Regions from separate parts of the Sus scrofa genome. Here regions 2 and 3 are each linked to region 1. Evidence: chromatin contacts called from public Hi-C and HiChIP or PLAC-seq data. All regions are on one chromosome and are shown on one strand. The core of a region is the stretch at or near the end of the contact, and the rest is flanking DNA. Distances in the headings are between cores, read along the strand shown.

Region 1 (4,012 bases), core at 13-2,512:
CAGCAGCTGCCCACACATCTGAGAGTCTCAGCTCTTCAGCAGTTAAGTGACAGAAACACTTCCTTTCAGCATAAGACCTCCCTGGGGCCACATCGGAGCCCCTCATGCATACCCAGGAAATCTATGACTAGGAGTAAGGAAACTCAATGAGGCTACTTCTGGCCCATGTGTCCAAACACTTCTCCTCAAGCCTTCTAAGCCATGCCATGGGAAATGTCTTATAAACTAGAAAAATTGAAACATCTAAGAGCTGTGCTCAGGAAGCAAAGAACTGGTCTCCTCAACTCTCAGGTGGACTAACCCAACAGACGTTTCAATTGTCTCTTCCCTGCTCCTTGCTGACACTAGCTCCTGGTTGTTTCTCAAAAGCCTATGTCTCAACTTTATTCTTCACCTTTGACTCTCATCACATGCCAAGTCCATGGACTGTTTATCTAGAAAGGGTGAGTAGAGAAAGAAGTTGCTGTGTCTTATGTCATCTGCATTGTGTGTGTGCTCCAGTTTTAAGGCTTAAAAAATTAGTCAAGAATTTAGTTCTTTTGTTCCACTGTAACAACTCCCACGAGGCATCTCTTGATATTTATTTGTTAGGTTATATATTCCTAACTATCTTCCTACCACATAATCAGCTGGCAAAAGCGCCTACCTTAAGGATATGTTAGCTCAAGCAAGGGGTATGTGGGCAGCTATCATGTTTTCCTCACATTTCAGACTTGCGTGTTTAAGGCTGATGAGTCTTCCTGAACTACAGATGAATGCAATACACGCAGGTCTTTTCAGCCTCTCTGGGAGCCCATGTGCTGATGACCTTGTATTCATAAGTACATTTGAAAATTTGATTAACTATTTTTAATTCCTTAGTTCTCTCATTGGTAGCTGTGTCACCATATTCGCAGGAAAAAAATAATAATAATAATTCTAGATCTCTGCAGTCTCCTTAATAACAAGGCAATAGAGCCATTAAGGCTTGGGATGTGTTTCCAATAAATAAGAACAGTATTTAACCATATGTACAAATGGTAGAAGTATGTACAACGGAGTCATTTTTGAATAAGGGATTGCGTGGGAATCATCCATCAACAGTGTATTAATCTGCCAGAGCTGCCGTTAACAAAGCATCGCAGACTGGGGGACACCAACATTTATTTCTCACAGTTCTGGAGGCAGGAAATCCAAGGTCAAGTTGTCAGCAAGGCTGGTGTCTCCTGAGGCCTCTCCCCTTGGCCTGGAGATGCCACCTTCTCGATGTGTCCTCACGTGGCCTGTCCTCTAAGCCTGGGCATCCCTAGTGTCTCTTCCTCTTCTTAGGAGTGCACTGGTCCCCGGACTTGGACCCCACCCTCATGACCGCCTCGAACCCAAATTCTTTCTTCAAAGGCCCCATCTCCAAACTCAGTCATATTAGGAATTAGGGGCTCTACATATGAATTTGGGGGTGGTGGGGGGAGATACAATTCAGACCACAGCAAATATTATACATCAGTGACTCTACATAATAAGTAAAACCTATAAGCTCAATAAAGACGTTCCTTCTCTTCACACGCAGCCTTAGAATAAGGATTTTTAATTTTGTTTTTTCCTGCCAAAGGCTAACAATTCAAGTTGCTTCCCTTTTACCAATAGAGAAGCTGACTCAGTGCCTGGCTGTTTGCAATGCTGATCCCTGATGCAACCGTGGAAAAAATGGGACAGAGAGGAGTCAGCAAGGGATGTGGGTGTGACTAACGATGACTCACAAGGCGAGTGATCTGATTGCATCCAAATCACTACCGTGCCCTCCTCCCACTTACCAGTAGCAGTTCTTCCCTCTGACAAGGAGAAGCCCCTGTCCCCTTTCCTGGAACACCACTTCATTTATGCATTCAAAGCTCACATTTCTCCAACCCTCTTTCTCAACCGTGTTTGGCCGTGAGAAACACCCTCAATTATAGCTTAGCCATTACAAACACCAAAGGGCATAAGCCCTCAGGACAAACAGGGGTGAAAAACCAGGACAAACAGGGGTGAAAAACTCTCATGGAAAAAAAAAAAAATCCCCTTGTAGAAGAATACTGTTGAATTCAAAGTGATAGGATTCCTTGTCTGTCAGAATTGAACGTGAAGTAGACCTCCAAAAAAATCACTAGATCCCGAAGGAATTTAAAAATTATTCTTTTGGGGAATTTAGCTGCCTTTTTTTTTTCTTCTGAAGAGTCCTGGTGTACTGCAGCCACAAAACATGAGCGTAAAATAAATGTCTCTGTGAAGCAACTATTGCTTTCATGTTAATGAAACTACCTAAGAAGCAATGTTTAGGGACAAGAGTCACTACCACAATGGCTATGATTCTCTGTACATTTTCCTTTTATGAAATTTGTGAACTTTTGGCCTTTTTTATGGTTCCATTAGAATCTAAGACAGCACACACATAGACACAAACACAGTACGGAGATGATACTAAAGGCAAGATTGCACTAATCTATCTTTATATAAAGAGCACGTTAATTTGCCACTTAAGTTCAGAGTCAATTGCTTGGCTTTCTAGAAAATGTAATATCTATCATGAGTTTTAACCCTAAGGCTAGCCAGCCTCACCTTTCAAAATTAGATACTTGGAGTTTATTTCCTCTGTGAATAAAGAACAAAGAAAAATGCAGTAAAAAAGGGTTTCGTTGTTGTTCTTCAGTTATACGTATTTTTAATGATATCTGTGGTAATAGCATTATGACTTTCAGCCTTGCAATTTAATCAATTGAAAGGAATTACTTCGTGGCTATAAAAAGTGATGAAAGGCAAGAAAATTTTCTAGGTTATAAAAAGAAAAAAAATTTACACACACACAAAAAAACACCACACTTGGAATAAATGTATCATTCTATGATATTGTTCTTAAAATACAGAAAGAAAAATGACTGATACTTTGACATTGGTCTAGAATGATTGTGCCCACACATTAGAAAAATTCTCCCACATGTTCACAAATAAATTGACAATTCAACCAGTGAGCTCTATGTAGAAATTTGACATATGTTTGAACTTAACCATTCATACACAGAGAGAGAGAGAACTCAGAAACATCTGACTTTATAAACACCAGATTCTCATGGGCAGCCTTGTTTTTCATCCATGGCCAACCCCACTCCCCCATCCCCACCTTGGAGCACACAACGGGGGGAAGCGGCCACTGCCCCCATGGAGAGAGAAACTGAAGGTATTTAGACGTTTTAAAGAGTTAGGATTTCCCACTGTGTTGCAATGAGATCTGTGGCCACTTGGGAGCCCTGGGATGCAGGTTCGATCACCTGCCCAGCACAGTGGGTTAAGGATCCATCTTTGCCGCAGATGCAGTGTAAGTTGACACTGTGGCTCAGATCAGATCCCTGGCCAGGGAACTCCAGGGTGCAGCCAAAATAAAGAAAAAAGAAAAAAAATAAATAAAATAAAATTGGAAAAAAAAAAAAGAGTTGTGAGGTTTAGAACTTAAAGAGACGAAAATGTGTGGCAATCAGGAGCAGAATTATGTGTACATTTTGGTCCCAGACTCTGGCAGGGGAGGGGGTGTTGGGGGTGGAGGAGAGACTTACTTCCCTCTATTCATTCCTGATGTTTAAAAAAAACAAACAAACAAAAAAAAAAACAGTGAATGGGGAGGAGAGGAAAGATCTACACTAGAAATGAAACACTCTTTTCTTCCTGCTGATACACTTGAGGTCCCTGCTCAAAAATAATATTCATATAAAGATAAAGTGTGATTTATTCTGAAAATTACACCTATGGGTAAAATGCACTTTCAATTCAAAAGTAAAAAGCAAGAGAACACCCTAGAATTCAGGAAGAGGTTACCACCTAACAAGCACTTGTGACGTACTTTATAAGCATTACCGTATTTATCATCCTCCACTACTCACTGGTTAGTAGATGAGCTCGCAGCATTATTTCCGTACTGCATCAGGGCAACTGAGGCTGAGAGCCTGAGACCCTGTGTGAGTGGAAAACAAGACCTGATTCAAACACTGACTCCAGGGGTTCCAGC
Region 2 (4,257 bases), core at 362-2,861, 310 kb before region 1:
TTAGGAGAACAGGAAGTTCCACAGGCAAGAGTGTGCACAAAGGAACTGAAATAAATCCAGTTTAATTGGAAACATTTTGAGGAGCTAGAGAGACAAGGCAGATAGGACAAGTGGAGCAAACAAGGGCCAGACCAAGAAGGACCACATAAATCATTTTTTAAAGTTTAGATATTATTCAAAGAGCAATGGGGAGCATTTAAAGAAGTTTAAGTATTTCATAAGTGTTGAAAACACATTTCAAAGTTTATAAAATCCTAAATATAAGGCAAGGTCTATTTTGGAATATGTTAGATCTTTTTTTTTTTGGATACTTGCCAATGAGTAAAATTGCAAATGGCCAGATGGACTTTAGAAGGAATAAGATTTCTGCTCCAGGTCAATGTAACTTTTATTCTTGAGGTAAACAAATATGTACAGACAAAATTGGCCCTAAGGAGAATTAATAATATAAAAACCCACATGTTTTTAATAGGGTAGCTGACCTATTCCAACTTGGGATAGGCTTTTGTTTTTTTTACTCTGCTTGGTTCTATAGACTAAATGGAATTGGTTGTTTAAAGTAACTTTAAATAATCTCCCATACCTGAGCAAGATCCCCTGGGCCATTAGAAGATGAGCTATTTGCATGCCAAACTGCAAGGTTCAGCATATGCTACCTAGCATTTGCATAAATAAAATCTTAAGAAAGCATTTTCAATGAGTTGCCTTTTATATTTGTCTTTCATCCACAATACCTAATTTGTGTTTCCTTCATGAATAGATTGCCTTCTTGTACATTGTCCTAAAGTAATATTTCATTTGTAATTTTTCCTTATGCAAACAATACATATTTAGTGTTAAAAATAAAAATAAGCAAAAAGAAAAAGATTGAAATATCTTATCATAGGTAATTATTTTCTTTTGTTGATTGTTTTATGAAAGTGAATTCATATCCTGTTCCTGATTTGTAGTTGTTACTAATTTATTCCCACTTAACCACATTTTTAACAGGATTATTCACCTAAATATATTTTAATGAGTGTTGCATTCCATCTTACGAATAAAAATGTCTTAACCAATCCCATATTGCTGGACATTTAAGTTTCTTTTTTTTTAATTGTAAGTAACATTTTAACTTATGAATTATGATTAAATAACATCTAACGTCATGTTAAGAATAAAAACACACTAGCCATTGAATATATTTATGAGCCCTAAACTTATTCCATACTAATATGATCAGAGCAAACGAATATCTTTTGGTTGTGCACCAGCCTCCATAAAATGATTACTATCAGATATTTAATTATTTTTAAGAAATGTATTTGTCCATACTCTGAGGTCCTTGAACTCCAGGGCAAACCTCTGTCAGTCTGTTTGAATTTCCATGGTTGCCATAAACAATCAGTGCAAGCAAAGTAACTTTTTAACTTTGCTTATGGGGCTAAATAAAAAGACTTAAGAATGAACTGCTTTTTAATATAGTCACTTAGTTTCCAGCATAGAACGTCTTCAGCTTCAAGACAGATTAAAAAAAAAAAAAATTCCCCAAAAGACAAGCCTGAAACGGCAGCTAGAGGAGTAAACAAGCAGTTGGAATTTGATCTAAATGGACGTCCTCAGTCTTGGCTGGTGTCTGCATGAGCCTCTCCCAGTGGAGAAACTCGGCCAATGGTCACAATGAAACATGTGCAGGCCTTTGTTATGATCCAGAAATACTGGATTCCCACCTGCAAAGTTAAAAAGGGTTGAGTCTCAGTGACTGTGATCAAATGTAGTATCCACATTTAGAATCTGGTCTCTGAAATGAGACCACCTGCATTTGAATCAGAGCTCCCCCCCTCCACTTCCTAACTATTTGAGTTTAAGCAGTTCTTTGTGCCTCAATTTCACAGGAGACTCTAAAAGCATCACATTAAGCTTGTTGAGGGAGTTCTCGGCGTGGCTCAGTAGTTAACAAATCTGACTAGGAACCATGAGGTTGTGGGTTTGATCCCTGGCCTCACTCAGGGGGTTAGGGATCCAGCATTGCCGTGAGCTGTGGTGTAGGTCGCAGACAAGGCTTGGATCCTGCATTGCTGTGCCTGTGGTGTAGGCTTAGACCACCCCCCCCCAAGCCTGGGAACCTCCATATGCCGCAGGAGAGGCCCTAGAAAAAAGACACACACACACAAAAGCTTGTTGAGAAGCTTCAATAAAATAATCCATTTAAAACACTTGATCCAGTACTTGGATCATAGTGCATCCTTGGTAAATGTGAGTTATTAACTCCTCAAATTTGTAAACCTAAGTAGAGTCAGGAACCCAATGCCAACTCTCTATCGAGACCATTTCTCACTTATTTCAGCTGTTACCCAGTTCAAAAGAAAAGTGAAAACAAATTGGATTGTGATGATCATCGTACAATTATAAATGTAATAACTTCATTGAGTAATAAAAAAAATTTTTTTAATTTAAAAAAAGATTTTTCAAATGCTTTTAATTTAAAAAAAGATTTTTCAAAGATTTTTCAAAGATTTATCAATCCTTATTTAAAAGAATTTGTGAGGCTATTTATTTAAACAATTATCTTTTTTAATTGAATTATAGTTGATTTACAATATTGCATTGATTTCTGCTATACAGCAAAATGATTCAGTCATATACACACACACACACACACACACACGCATATGTATTATTTTTAATATTATTGTCCATTATGGTTTATCATAGGATAATATATATAGTTCCCTGTGCTACACACTAGGACCTTGTTGTTTATTAAACAATTTAAATGTGTAATTATGAGAGCAGAATTCTACAGTTATCTCCAAATAAAATGCAAATGAGGAGTTCCCGTGGTGGCGCAGTGGTTAACGAATCCGACTAGGAACCATGAGGTTGTCGGTTTGGTCCCTGCCCTTGCTCAGTGGGTTAAGGATCCGGCGTTGCCGTGAGCTGTGGTGTAGGCTGCAGACGCGGCTCGGATCCTGAGTTGCTGTGGCTCTGGCGTAGGCCAGTGGCTGCAGCTCCGATTCAACCCCTAGCCTGGGAACCTCCATATGCTGCGGGAACGGCCCAAGAAATAGCAAAAAAAGACCAAAAAAATAAAAAATAAAAAAAACCAAAATGCAAATGAGGGAGGGATAAATTAAGAGCTTGGGATTGATATATGCATACTACTATATATAAAATAGATAGGGAACAAGGATATCCTGTATAGCACAGAGTAATCTACTCAATACTGTGCAATAACTTATATGGGAAAAGAATCTGAAAAGGAATGGAAAAATGTATATGTATAACTGATTTATTTTGCTGTACACGTGAAACTAACAAAACTTTCTAAGTCAACTGTACTCCAATAAAACTTATTAAAAAAATAAAATGTATGGAATTCCTGTTGTGGTGCAGCAGAAACGAAACCAACTAGTATCCATGAAGATGCAGGTTCGATCACTATCCTTGCTCAGTGGGTTAAGGATCTGGCACTGCCATGAGATGTGGCATAGTTTGCAGACATGGCTCAGATCTGGCGTTGCTGTGGCTGTAGTGTAGGCCAGCAGCTGTAGCTCTGATTTGACCCCTAGCCTGAGAACTTTCAAATGCTGTGGGTGTGACCCTAAAAAAGCAAATAAAATAAAATAAAAAGTGAAGATAAAGAAGAATATGCTTATAGAATTTAACAAAGTGAAGTTGTGAAAGTAGATTTTTTCCTCTGAAATTAACCAGCAATTACTTGCAAATGACCTTAATTAACAAAAGTCATTATTCCAATAACTTTGAGAAACTAGTATCAAGTAACGATAGAATTAGTACACAAATGTAAAATATGGTTCCCAGTGAGCTATGTGCCAAAATCTGTATATCACCAAGTTGTGTATGAAAGAAGAAGGGGAGATACATTGGTGAACAGTTTGAAGTGCTAAAAGATGATGACCAAAACAAAGCTATCATTTCTACTTGGATAAAATGAAAAATGTTAAATGTGTACCAAAAAAAGTTGTGCTTTTCCCTGTAGTGTTGTCTCAGGTAAAATAAGAAAGACCTAAAATCCTATTGGAGAGAAAAAAATTTATTTAGGTTATTTGTTACTTTATCAGCCCATGTTTTTTTTCTATTTTGTTATGATTTGCCTTTCTTCAATGGGGGGGTGGGGAATGATATTCAGGATAATAAAAACGAATCAGGAACATTACTGTATTTCCAGACTTTCTATTGAAATGATATGTTAAATATTTAACACACTTTAAAATAAATATTTTCAATTATTTATGACTATTTAAAATAAATCTG
Region 3 (3,876 bases), core at 674-3,173, 450 kb before region 1:
AATCTGAGCAATTTTTGGAAATGATGCAAAGCTACCCAAGGGATCTTACGATAAGGCTAGGAATTTACTCTCTGAAGAATTCAAGCAAAAAATTTCAGGAAGAATGGAAATGACTTTCATAAAACATTGTATCAGTTCTTCCTGAATTGAGTCTAGTGTACTGATTTCATTTTACTGTAACATCTTCTAATTGGACTATTGCAGGGCATTTTGAACTGAGGGCAATTCCAAGTATGATGCCACATAATCATAAAGCACAAGAAACTTGTTCTTTATTCTAAGACTCAGGAAACAGAGAAACAGAAGGCTTTTGATAATTTGCCACTATGGTGGCCACCTGAGTAAAAGTATCATCTCATTAAATAGCTCTGTCTACTCTCTATCATCTCATAAAATATCTCATGTCTAGCTGATAACACTTAAAAGTTGAATATTCTCCTCTATTTAATTCTTGTCAAGGGACAATCACTCCCTAGAACCTGAAACAAACCAGAGTTACTACCAGGGGCAAAACCAAAGTCTTAGGGTTTTTTGTTGTCTGATTTACAACTGAAACTACTTCCTGTCTTGTTTGTGACTCAGTTTGCTTTGTCTTCTTAGCATCCAACTTAAAACTGTAAATTTACAGCTCACTGACTGTGGTGTCAAAACACATTTTCTGTTATTGCTGTAGGAAATCAACTCTTCACAGTAACTGACTTCATGAAGGCAGATATCAAATTCAGTTACAGAAATTAAACAAGGATTTCTACATTTTCACAAAGTCCCAACCTTGCTTATCTGTAAGTACTCTGATGGATCTTTGAAATAAAAACATGATTACACACAGAAGTGACGGGTGATATAGCAAAGGCCTGAGACTGGGTCTGGTCTAGAGAGTGGGAGTTTAGTCTCCCCTGTTTCACCAATTTTAGCTGAAAACTTATTTGGAAAATGATGAAATTTGACTGAATCTTAGTTCCTTTCAGCCATAAAAATGGGAAGATTGAACTGGCTGGCCCTAACAGATATTTTCCAGGTTTTGCCTTTTATGAAAACAAAGCAACCTGATGAAATATGTGGTTAGAGCTGATAAATGAAAGATACACTCCACTTGTGAATGACCTAGAACTTGCAGTAAAATCAGAGAGAAGATAAACACACTCAGGACAGCAAAGCCAAGTGAAAACGGCAGCTCTGACTGAGACAGTCTCATTAGGAAACCATTAGGGACTAAACTTGATGGAGTTTCTTCTCTCCAGACAGCGTTTTGTCAGAGTATTTAAAACTCTTTTCTCACACCAGTCCTAGGAGGTAGATGCTGGCCCATTTGACACATGAGGAAATTGTTCCTTAGCATGTCCAATTCACATTACTGGAAAAAGATTTAAACCAAGCTCTGTCCAGTCTAAAAGTGAAAGGAGGTAACTGTAAGTCAGATACTGTATTCTGCAACAAACAAGCCAAATCAAACAAACAAACAAACAAAAACAACAGACTCTAACTCACAGCAAGACCCTCTTTCACAGCCATAAGTGGGCATACTCAAGTCTTTAAAAACGCTTCTGAACAAACAAAAGTACGTGTGAGCTCTTTGGGGCTGAGCAGTGCAGCCACGGTGGAATGTTGTGGCAATAAAAATTACAGAGAAGATTCATGGCTTTTCATCCCATGCCCTCATCCGCAGATGTCTGTGGGATGAAAGCAGAAGTCACTGCCAGCCACCAGAGTCCTGCAGTTCTGACACCCTGTAATCCTTAGCTGGATTCCTCACCTCCCTCTTTATCCATCAAGCCTCCTCCTGAGGCTGCTTTATGGTACACATTTCACTTGAAAAAACGAAGTCACATTGCAATTAATTTCGCCTTGAGAGTTTCACAACATCCTTAGGAGATCACAATAACCCCAAGGATATTGTGCAATCTGGGCTGGGAATCTCTTGCTTAAGTTCTAACTTTGTGAAAGAGAAGCGGGTGAAAGTGGGAGAACCAATCTCCCCTTGCGTCTGCCTTAAGGAGAAGAATGAAATGAACAGTTAATTCTGGTAAAAATTTATCTCATCCAAGTTATAATGTTAATGTTCATATCTTTTTGCAGTATTTCTCCAGGCAATGAGCTTTTGCTCACCCTGAAAAAAAGATCATGTTATTCTGTGTCCCCCACCCTCCACCCCCCCTTTCTAAGGGACCTGCCTTCTGTACCCTACCCTGACTCATCATTGCTAATTTAAAATAATGCAAATAAGCAAATACATGACTCAATAAATGTGATGAGTAAGGAGAAAAGGGTGTTTGGCTAGCAACCCAGTCCTACATTTTAATTAAAAAGCATGTCTCACACACCATCAGTAAGTTTTCAAGTGACCTGTCATGACCAGTTCTAATCGCAACGCAAGCATGTCATTCACTCTTTCATAATAAATTGGCAGGTTATGCTAATACAAGGAAGGAAGGCTATCAATTTTGTGTTTGCCAGACAGCCTATGCCATTGATTTCAAAATTTTGATGCCCTTGGAAAAGGAAGATGCTTAAGGACAGGGTTTCACAAACAGAATAAAATGTTACAGGAGGATAATCAATTAGATATAGTTGAAAAATAGGTGGAGAAAAACATTGCAAAATATTATGCTTTCCTAATGGTCAAATGCATGTATTCAATGTCACCTCCTTCAACAGAAGAGTCTGTGATAATAGCAAATGTGTCAGTTATTAAGACTGGGTAATTGACATTTTCTTATAAGTATTTGACTAAAAATAGTCATAAATATTCAACTGATGGGGAGTCAAATTTTCTCTGTTCAAGAGACAAAAAAAAAACATAAAACAGAGTAATATTAATTGCTCCAATAAAGTTCTTAAAATTATCATACGATTCCTTGTGTTTTCTTCCTATGTGACAAACTTCGAGGGAAAAATTGGTTCAAGTTAGTTGACATTCTTACATAAAATGAGAGTTTGCAATGGCAATGGGAATTTGGGCACTCATAGGAGAATCCTGGGTGTGTATATGGCCAGGTAGGACCATAAGTTTATAGCTTAATATGCACAGTTAAGTACATATTATATTTTACATTTATAGTCAAATCTAGTTGCTTGTCTTTAGTTAAAAGATTAGATTTTTGTCTTGAAGTCCACTTTCAAAACACATGTAAATTCCTTTCATAAAACTGAAAAAATAAAGTATATTTATGCTACACTACTTATGAACAGAGCAATTGCCTATGTCCATCAGTCTGAAAAGGAAACTATATAGCAAAGCAAAGCAAATTAAACATTTAAACCTTCCACTTGCATTTAACTATTTTTAGCTTATGTAGAGTTAATGCATGCACACACGAACATACAAGCATATCCAGAACACCCAAACACAAGTCAACCTTACCCAAAATATGGCAAACAACTAATTACTTCTAGAAATTCTGAAAACCGCTATTAAACTGACATTTAGCACATTTGATAAGTGTTTGTCTTTTGATATTAACTGCTTATTGTATGAAATTGCCATATAACTTGTCACCATTCCAGCATGGTGAAAAGATTATTTATTAAAAATAGTCTTACTTGGGTAATTTCAAAAATATTAAAATATAATTTTTCCCAGTTGTTAGAGCTCATATAATAATGCAATGATATGATACTATATGCTATATGCTATAAAGTCACTCCATGATTAAATTTCTTAAGCTTACATATAATTTCCAGATAATTTTTTAAATGAACAAATAAATAGTTGCTTTCAGATATGCATTTAAAACACTCTAAAAAATAAAACATTCTAGAACGAGATCATTTGGAAAATATTACAATTTTTGTTAAGACCTCTTTTCCTGAACATTTACAAACTCGGGGCTTAGCGAATTTTCAAAAGTACAATGTGTACTCATTTTCTAGGTTCTT

The links. A called contact is a pair of places that touch in the nucleus more often than the background predicts. HiChIP or PLAC-seq counts read pairs in DNA pulled down with a chosen protein or histone mark.
Region 2: a Hi-C map of liver shows a contact between it and region 1, with 2.7 times the contacts expected there. The contact joins two enhancer-like sites. A contact is called at or near these places in 1 of 47 Hi-C or Micro-C datasets (liver) and 1 of 2 datasets of contacts at active chromatin or transcription factors (alveolar macrophages).
Region 3: an H3K27ac HiChIP or PLAC-seq map of alveolar macrophages shows a contact between it and region 1. The contact joins two enhancer-like sites. A contact is called at or near these places in 2 of 47 Hi-C or Micro-C datasets (embryonic fibroblasts and mesenchymal stem cells) and 1 of 2 datasets of contacts at active chromatin or transcription factors (alveolar macrophages).

Annotation. Positions count from the first base shown.
Region 1 is chr15:128,076,984-128,080,995 of Sscrofa11.1, forward strand. No RefSeq gene overlaps it. Among named protein-coding and RNA genes, the nearest start is that of IRS1, 230 kb to the right of the region's middle. Within about 2 kb of position 1,263, at least 22 of the 83 cell types and tissues checked have an H3K27ac peak or open chromatin away from gene starts, as enhancers often do. A contact at or near this core is called in alveolar macrophages and liver, where this site is marked.
Region 2 is chr15:127,763,755-127,768,011 of Sscrofa11.1, forward strand. No RefSeq gene overlaps it. Among named protein-coding and RNA genes, the nearest start is that of IRS1, 540 kb to the right of the region's middle. Within about 2 kb of position 1,612, at least 4 of the 83 cell types and tissues checked have an H3K27ac peak or open chromatin away from gene starts, as enhancers often do. A contact at or near this core is called in liver, where this site is marked.
Region 3 is chr15:127,630,973-127,634,848 of Sscrofa11.1, forward strand. No RefSeq gene overlaps it. Among named protein-coding and RNA genes, the nearest start is that of NYAP2, 600 kb to the left of the region's middle. Within about 2 kb of position 1,924, at least 15 of the 83 cell types and tissues checked have an H3K27ac peak or open chromatin away from gene starts, as enhancers often do. A contact at or near this core is called in alveolar macrophages, where this site is marked.